2 separate regions of the Mus musculus genome follow, and region 2 is linked to region 1. The links are chromatin contacts, called in public Hi-C maps. All regions are on one chromosome and are shown on one strand. The core of a region is the stretch at or near the end of the contact, and the rest is flanking DNA. Distances in the headings are between cores, read along the strand shown. Region 1 overlaps Plekha5 (pleckstrin homology domain containing, family A member 5). Region 2 has its middle 17 kb from the start of Aebp2.

The links. Hi-C and Micro-C count contacts between places; a contact is called where the count stands out from the background.
Region 2: a Hi-C map of embryonic fibroblasts shows a contact between it and region 1, with 2.9 times the contacts expected there. The contact joins two enhancer-like sites. A contact is called at or near these places in 2 of 39 promoter capture datasets (both in the 3T3-L1 cell line), 2 of 484 Hi-C or Micro-C datasets (embryonic fibroblasts and tail fibroblasts) and 3 of 115 datasets of contacts at active chromatin or transcription factors (embryonic stem cells and epiblast stem cells).

What each region holds. Positions count from the first base shown.
Region 1 is chr6:140,476,639-140,479,878 of GRCm38.p6, reverse strand. The region is part of intron 3 of Plekha5 (pleckstrin homology domain containing, family A member 5); the gene reads right to left. Among named protein-coding and RNA genes, the nearest start is that of Plekha5, 54 kb to the right of the region's middle. Within about 2 kb of position 1,523, at least 91 of the 459 cell types and tissues checked have an H3K27ac peak or open chromatin away from gene starts, as enhancers often do. A contact at or near this core is called in embryonic fibroblasts, where this site is marked.
Region 2 is chr6:140,605,377-140,608,616 of GRCm38.p6, reverse strand. No RefSeq gene overlaps it. Among named protein-coding and RNA genes, the nearest start is that of Aebp2, 17 kb to the left of the region's middle. Within about 2 kb of position 1,801, at least 36 of the 459 cell types and tissues checked have an H3K27ac peak or open chromatin away from gene starts, as enhancers often do. A contact at or near this core is called in embryonic fibroblasts, where this site is marked.

The DNA.
Region 1 (3,240 bases), core at 274-2,773:
TTCCGATGGCCAGGTGCTCACTGCTAAACACGGCTACTGGCCACTTGTGTCTCCTCTTCTGAGAACTGCTCATTTCATGGGCCTACTTGAGACTGGCAGCGTTGGTGTCTTTGATGTTTGGTTTTTTGCAGATCCCTATCTCACCATGTAGACCACCAGTTTCAGTTAGTAAGTCAAGGTCAAGTTGAATTTTGTACTAGGTAAGCAATGTGGACCCATGGTTTTAGTTTTTTAAACTTATGTGGACAGTGAATATCAGCCAAAAATTTTTAAATCACTGACACAATATACTACTTTTTTTTTTTAAACGAATCCATCCTTACTGGATAAAATGGTGGATCATACAGTGACACTCTCACACATGTTCAATTCTGATCATGTTTACCTGTCACCTTGTCCTCTTGCTGGCCAATCCTATCTCCTTCCTCCTCTCTAACAGCTCTCCAGTTCTTTTGTCTCCTTAGGTTCTACGTAAAAGAAAGCATGCAATGCCCAGTGCAGGCCGTTCTACTTTAACATGTGTGATGGTCTCAGCTCCATCTATTTTTCTGCAAATGACCTGATTCCACTCTCCTTATGCTGACTTACCACCCCAGCTATATACGGCTGCTTTCTGTACCCACTCACCTGTTGCTAGGCACCTACCCCATCCCATGGCTATTCAGAATAGAACAGAAGTAAGCGTGATGCTCAGAGCATCCTCGCTGTACGCTGACTTGGACTCCTTCCCAGGGGTGGTATAGCTAAATCATATGCTAGTTCTATTTCTAGCTTTTGAAGGAACATCAACACTCATTTGCATAATGACTGTGCTAATTTACATGCCCAGTAACAGTATGTAAGAGCTCCTTCCCTCTACAGCTATAAGCCAGCATTTGTTTTATTTTCTGTTTAGATGTGTTTTCTTCATGATAGCCATCTGAGTAGGGCGAGACAGAACGTGTAGTTCTGATTTGCATTTCCTCATGGCTTAAGATATTGGTATTATTTTAATGTAATTATTCAGTTTGTTTGCCAACTTGCTGACTGGATTATCTGTCCTTTTGGTGTTTAATTTCTGATGTGTTCTGGATATTAATCCTCTGTCAGATGATGAGAAGATTTTTTTCTATTTTATAGGCTGGTTTCCTCGTCTTTTGGTTCTTTCCAGTGTTCAATGCCTGTTAGTTCAGCACAGCCTCATGTCTTGCTGCAAACATGCTGGTGTCCTAGAAGTAATGAATTAGCACACTCTGCGTTCTGAGAGACTTCACACTGCTTTTCTGGCTTCTCTTGCTGTCTCCTTAAAATGCAAGGCTTCCTTTTTTTTCTCACTGTGTTTGGGAAATGGCTCCTGCAGCCCCTTTCTTTTTAATTTCACCCTGTGCCTGTCTAGGAATGTTTCTTTGTGGGTATCATTTAAAACACACTTAGTGGTTGTCTCACAAGAATAAAGGTAAACACACAGAGGGAGATCATACAGGGAACTTGTTTTATGATCTAACATCGTGGAGCACTCTGGCTATGAGTCACCTTCAGTTCTTCAACATGGCAGCGACAATCAGCTACACTGAGTTGGTGAGACTGGTGTTTACACTCCAGTGTCCCAGCCAGAGCTGCACTTTACAGTGGTGTACGTTCAGATCGCCATCAGCCACGCACAACAGCAAAAGGCTGTCTCTGCTCTCTGCCAAGAGCTACAGAAACACGAGGTCCACACACAGAAGAGCCCAGCCTCTCTCTTCTGTAAGGGCGGGTACAATGCTTTACAGTAAACTGATACATGAGTAGCCAATGAAAAGCAACTATGTGGGAATCAGAAGGAAAAAGCAGAGGGAAGGAATGGACAGGGAGGAAATTTAATACAGCGGATTTAATTATTTCCAATGTTGGAACAGGAAAAGCTCTTGTTGACTTCAAACAGTATTCTTACAACTGAAAATATAATTTCACCAGCAAATAGTAAAGAACGGAATAGTAAGGCGTTAAGGTTTCAAGATTACTTCAAAATTAAAAAGTACAAAAGGTGTGGTGTTGACTATAGAGTTTCGATTCTATAAAAGGCAGCAGGGAAAGTTAATAAAATCTATTGAAGAATAATTCTAAGATCAAGTTTTAGCTAAATATAATCTTAAAAGTATATGAGTGTGTGAGGAAGCAGGGAATTGACAAGATTGCAACAATTAGCAAGGCAATGAATCAATCAATGTCTTTGGGAAAGGACAAAGCAGTCAATCAAATCCCTCCAGGACGAGATCAAGCGCAGAGGAAGGCTCCATCACAGAAAGACCCACGAAGGAAAAGTCTGACTATCGTTTCTCATGGGGCTTCTGCAAATGCTATTAATCTTTCATAAGGAGGCTACTCACGTCAATAAGACGTTAGCACACTGCCATCTCGACCTGGAGGACAGGCTGTGCACTGGGCTAAGCTGCACTGATATTCTAATGTCAGCACACTTATTTCCTGACTCATTCCTGAGCTGTGGACCGGGAGCTCGCACTGCCTTCTTCAGATCTCCACCTGGCTTTCCTACAACCTACATCATTTCCTACAACACACACATTTCCTCTCACACATCATCTGCCTGGAACTAATTTGTAAACTTCCAACTCTAGAGCTCAGTGTGCTCCCAGCCACAGAGATCACCACACTGTCCTCTAACCCACTGCCTTCTCTCATTTGTACACAGGCAGCAGTCTCCTAACAGGCTAGCTTCCCTGTCCACTAGTCACGTTGCAGGCATGCTATGTTCTCTCACACCTCATGAATCTCTTCACCCTAGAGGGCTCTTTCCTGTCAAGTTATTTATCTGCCCCAGTGTATGTGTGTGTGTGCGTGTGTTTGTGTGTGTGTGTGTGTGTGTGTGTGTGTGTTTGGCCTGTGAAATTACTAGTATAGGGGAACTATGCCTGTTTTGCTTATCACTATATCACTATGGCCCTGGAAACTATCAGAAGCTTTGACATAAGAAAAGTCCACAACACATCTTTCAGTTAAAGGACTTTTTTTCTTAAATTCATGCCACCAAATATGTATAATAATATCCTTATATAAATCATAAATGTAAATATATGTTAAGATAAAAATAAAACGTTAAGTTCACAGAAGGAATGAAGTACTCTAAAGGAAAGGCTATCGGTACTAACTGAGCCTGACACCTGAGTCCTGGAGGCAGCATCACTGACCGCCAGGTACCTGTGTGCAGTCAGCTCCCCTGGAAGCACCATGCTAAGAGCACCATTGTTGTTGGCTCTAAAA
Region 2 (3,240 bases), core at 552-3,051, 130 kb before region 1:
TACTGCACATGCCTAACATGTATGTGGGCCTGGCCCTGGGACCACAGGGTAGCTACATGAGCTCACACACTCAGGCTTGATGTAGGGGCCTACACCTGCGATTCATCACCTTCTGGAGTTCCGGGTTGTGCAACTCTAAGTCAGGAAGTTAGTCAGGGCAGCCAGGCGTGTTTGGTGCATGCCTTTAATCTCAGCAACTGAGAGGCAGAGGCAGGAGGATCTCTTGTGAGTGTGAGGTCAACCTGGCATACACAGAGAGTTCCAGGACAACCGGGACTATATATAGACTGTCTCAAAAACAAAACACATTTCACCAATCAATGCTGATTAAAGCAAATGGCATGAACTGGGGATGCTCAGTTGGCAGAGTGCTCATTTAGCATGCTCGAGGATCTGAGTTCAGTCTTTAGCAATGGATAACTGAGCTCGACGCACAGTACTGTAATCCAGTTCTTAGAAGATGGAGTACGTCAAGGCTGCATAGAGAATTGGAGGCTTGTATACCTGCGGCCATGTTACATGCATAATGGTAAGGAAGTCTCAGGCCAGTCATTGTAGGCTGGAGGCTGAGGTATAACCTCAGCTGGACCTCATTCAGACCACTTAGCCAGAGCCTGTCTCAGAAATACAGAGGAAAGGGCTGGGGCTGTAGGTTAGTGCTCCAGGGTTTGTATGACACGGAAAAGGCTCTAGGTGTTGTGTTTTATAAAAAGATAAGGAGAGAAGGAGTATGTGTGGTGGAGGTGTAGTCAGGTGTTGGGGAAGGGAGTGTCTCTGCGGGCCCATGCTGAGGCATCCTGGTATACTATAAAATAGAGATTGTTTACGGCATACGGAGGGGAGGGAGAGAGAGAGAGAGAGGGAGGGAGGGAGAGAGAGAGAGGAAGGGAGGAAGAGAGAGAGAGAGAGAGAGAGAGAGAGAGAGGAAGAAGGAGGATGAGGAGAAGAAAGAAGGAGGAGAAGGAGGACGAGGAGAAGGAGGAAGAGGAGGAGGAGGAGGAGGAGGAGGGGGAAGAGGGGAGGCCAGCCATAAGCATATGGAGAGAGGGGGAAAGGGGCAAGAGGACAGCAGAGCAGGAGCAAGAAAGCAAGAGAGCGAGGAGGGGAGGCGATTTAGCCCCTTTTATAGTGAGTCAGGCACACCTGGCTGTTGCCAGGTAACTGTGGGGCAGAGCCTAGACAAAATGCTGACACCAGGGTTTTTTTTTTGTTTTGTTTTTTTGTTTTTGTTTTGTTTTTCGAGACAGAGTTTCTCTGTGTAGCTCTGGCTGTCCTGGAACTCACTTTGTAGACCAGGCTGGCCTCGAACTCAGAGATCCTCCTGCCTCTGCCTCCTGCGTGCTAGAACTATAGGCCTAGCACATCACCCTGACCTAATTTTAAAATGATGTGTATGTACAGGAAGTGCCTGAGTAGGGTCAGAAGAGGATGCCAACTCCCCTGGAGCTGGAGTTTGCAAGCTTTTGTGAGCCACCTTGTGCGTACTGGAAACTTAAACCCGGTCGTCAGCAAAAGCAACAAGTGTTCCTCAGTGCTATGCCACCTCTCTGGCCCATAGTTCATTTTTAAAATTACATTATTTATGCACTGTGTGTGTCTGTGTGTACAACATTCATATGGAGGGAGGGCAGAGGACACTGTGGGAGTCACTCCCCTCCTTCTCTGTGGATCCCTAGGATCAAACTCAGTCATCAGGCTTGGCAGCAAGCTCCTGTTCCACTGAGCCCTCTTGCTGGCCCCGCTGTTCCTGACTGTAAGATGAGCCCATGGTTAAGTTCCACCACAGCATTGTCTGTGTGCCCTTCTGTGAAGCCTCCTATTCGATTACTTAAGAACACGTTTGGCTTCCGAAGCTGTGAGCTGTTTGGACAGGATGATTCAATTAGGACACAAAAACGCCTAGGAAACCCCTGTCACAAAATTCCTCAGAATGACGCAAATGCCACACAATCTTCTTGAGGTGGGGCTGGGATGCAAACAGAAAGGTTTTCTCTCCTCTGTGTCATTAAGTGTAATTGCTTCGTCCTCACGATTGCTTTGAAAGGGGGTGGCGGGGAGTCAATCCTGCTCTCCTCAGAGCGGAAGCCACTGCATTATGGATAAGGTTGGCTAGGGAAGAGATCTGTGGCCTAACAGGCAGCAGGGGCTCAGAAGCCCTGACAAGCTTGAGGTCCCTTCGTTCAGACTGGGCTTCTGAGGGGGAGACCAGCAGTCTCCGTTCATGGAAAGTTTGTCAGGCTCACCTGTAAGGTAGGGCAGGGCACCAAGGAGGAAGGTGGCGGGAGTCTCCTGTTCTGTCAGTGGAGAGAGTTTTCGGGGAGTGCTGCGCAGGCCCTGTCCACACAGCCTTCTTAAGTACCCCAGGATTTTCAGCATCATTTGGAATGACAAGGCAGAGCAGGGGAGGGAAGGATGGAAGAAGATTTGCCTCTGTTTGAATCTTATGGACAAACATAAGACCCTAGAGCAGACCCTAGAGACCAGCCATAAAGTCATTCACAGGACAGTGCAACAGACTCAGACAGCAGCTTTGCACAGAAGTGCAACAAACACAGGTCCACGGAGTTCACACATGACCATGACCTTGAACTCCTGACCTCAGATTCAAACTCAGGCAGACCATGACCTTGAACTCCTGATCTTTCTGTTTCTACTCAAAATGACTAACTTCACATTCCTGTGTCACCACCCTGGACTTAGATCATTAGACACAATAAGGCAATTAGCCAGGCATGATGGTGCACACGGGTAATCCAAGAACCAGGGGGGTCATAGCCCAGAGGATCATACAGAGTGAGTCCAGGGTAACCCGTCACAAAAAGACAAAGGAGCAAATGCAGTTATTTTACCTATGAGGTTTTTTGTTTTAATTCACTATTATTCTATTATTATTCAGTTTTGTGTTTGAGACAGGGTTTTATTATGCGTTCCTAGAGGGCCTGGGGCTCTCTGTGTAGATCAGAGACGCTATAGATTCCCCTGAAGTTAGTGAAGCCACCCCACCTAGTTCTGCTCTTATCCTGACTGCATCTTATGTCTGTTCCGGTGTTGTGGTTATTGTTTTTTAAGATTTATTTATTTATTTTATGTATATGAATACACTGTACTGTACAAATGGTTGTGAGTCATCATGTGGTTGCTAGGAATTGAAATCAGGACCTCTGCTTGCCCTGGCAGATTTATTTATTATTATATGTAAGTACACTGTAGCTGTCTTCAGACACACCAGAAGAGGGCAGC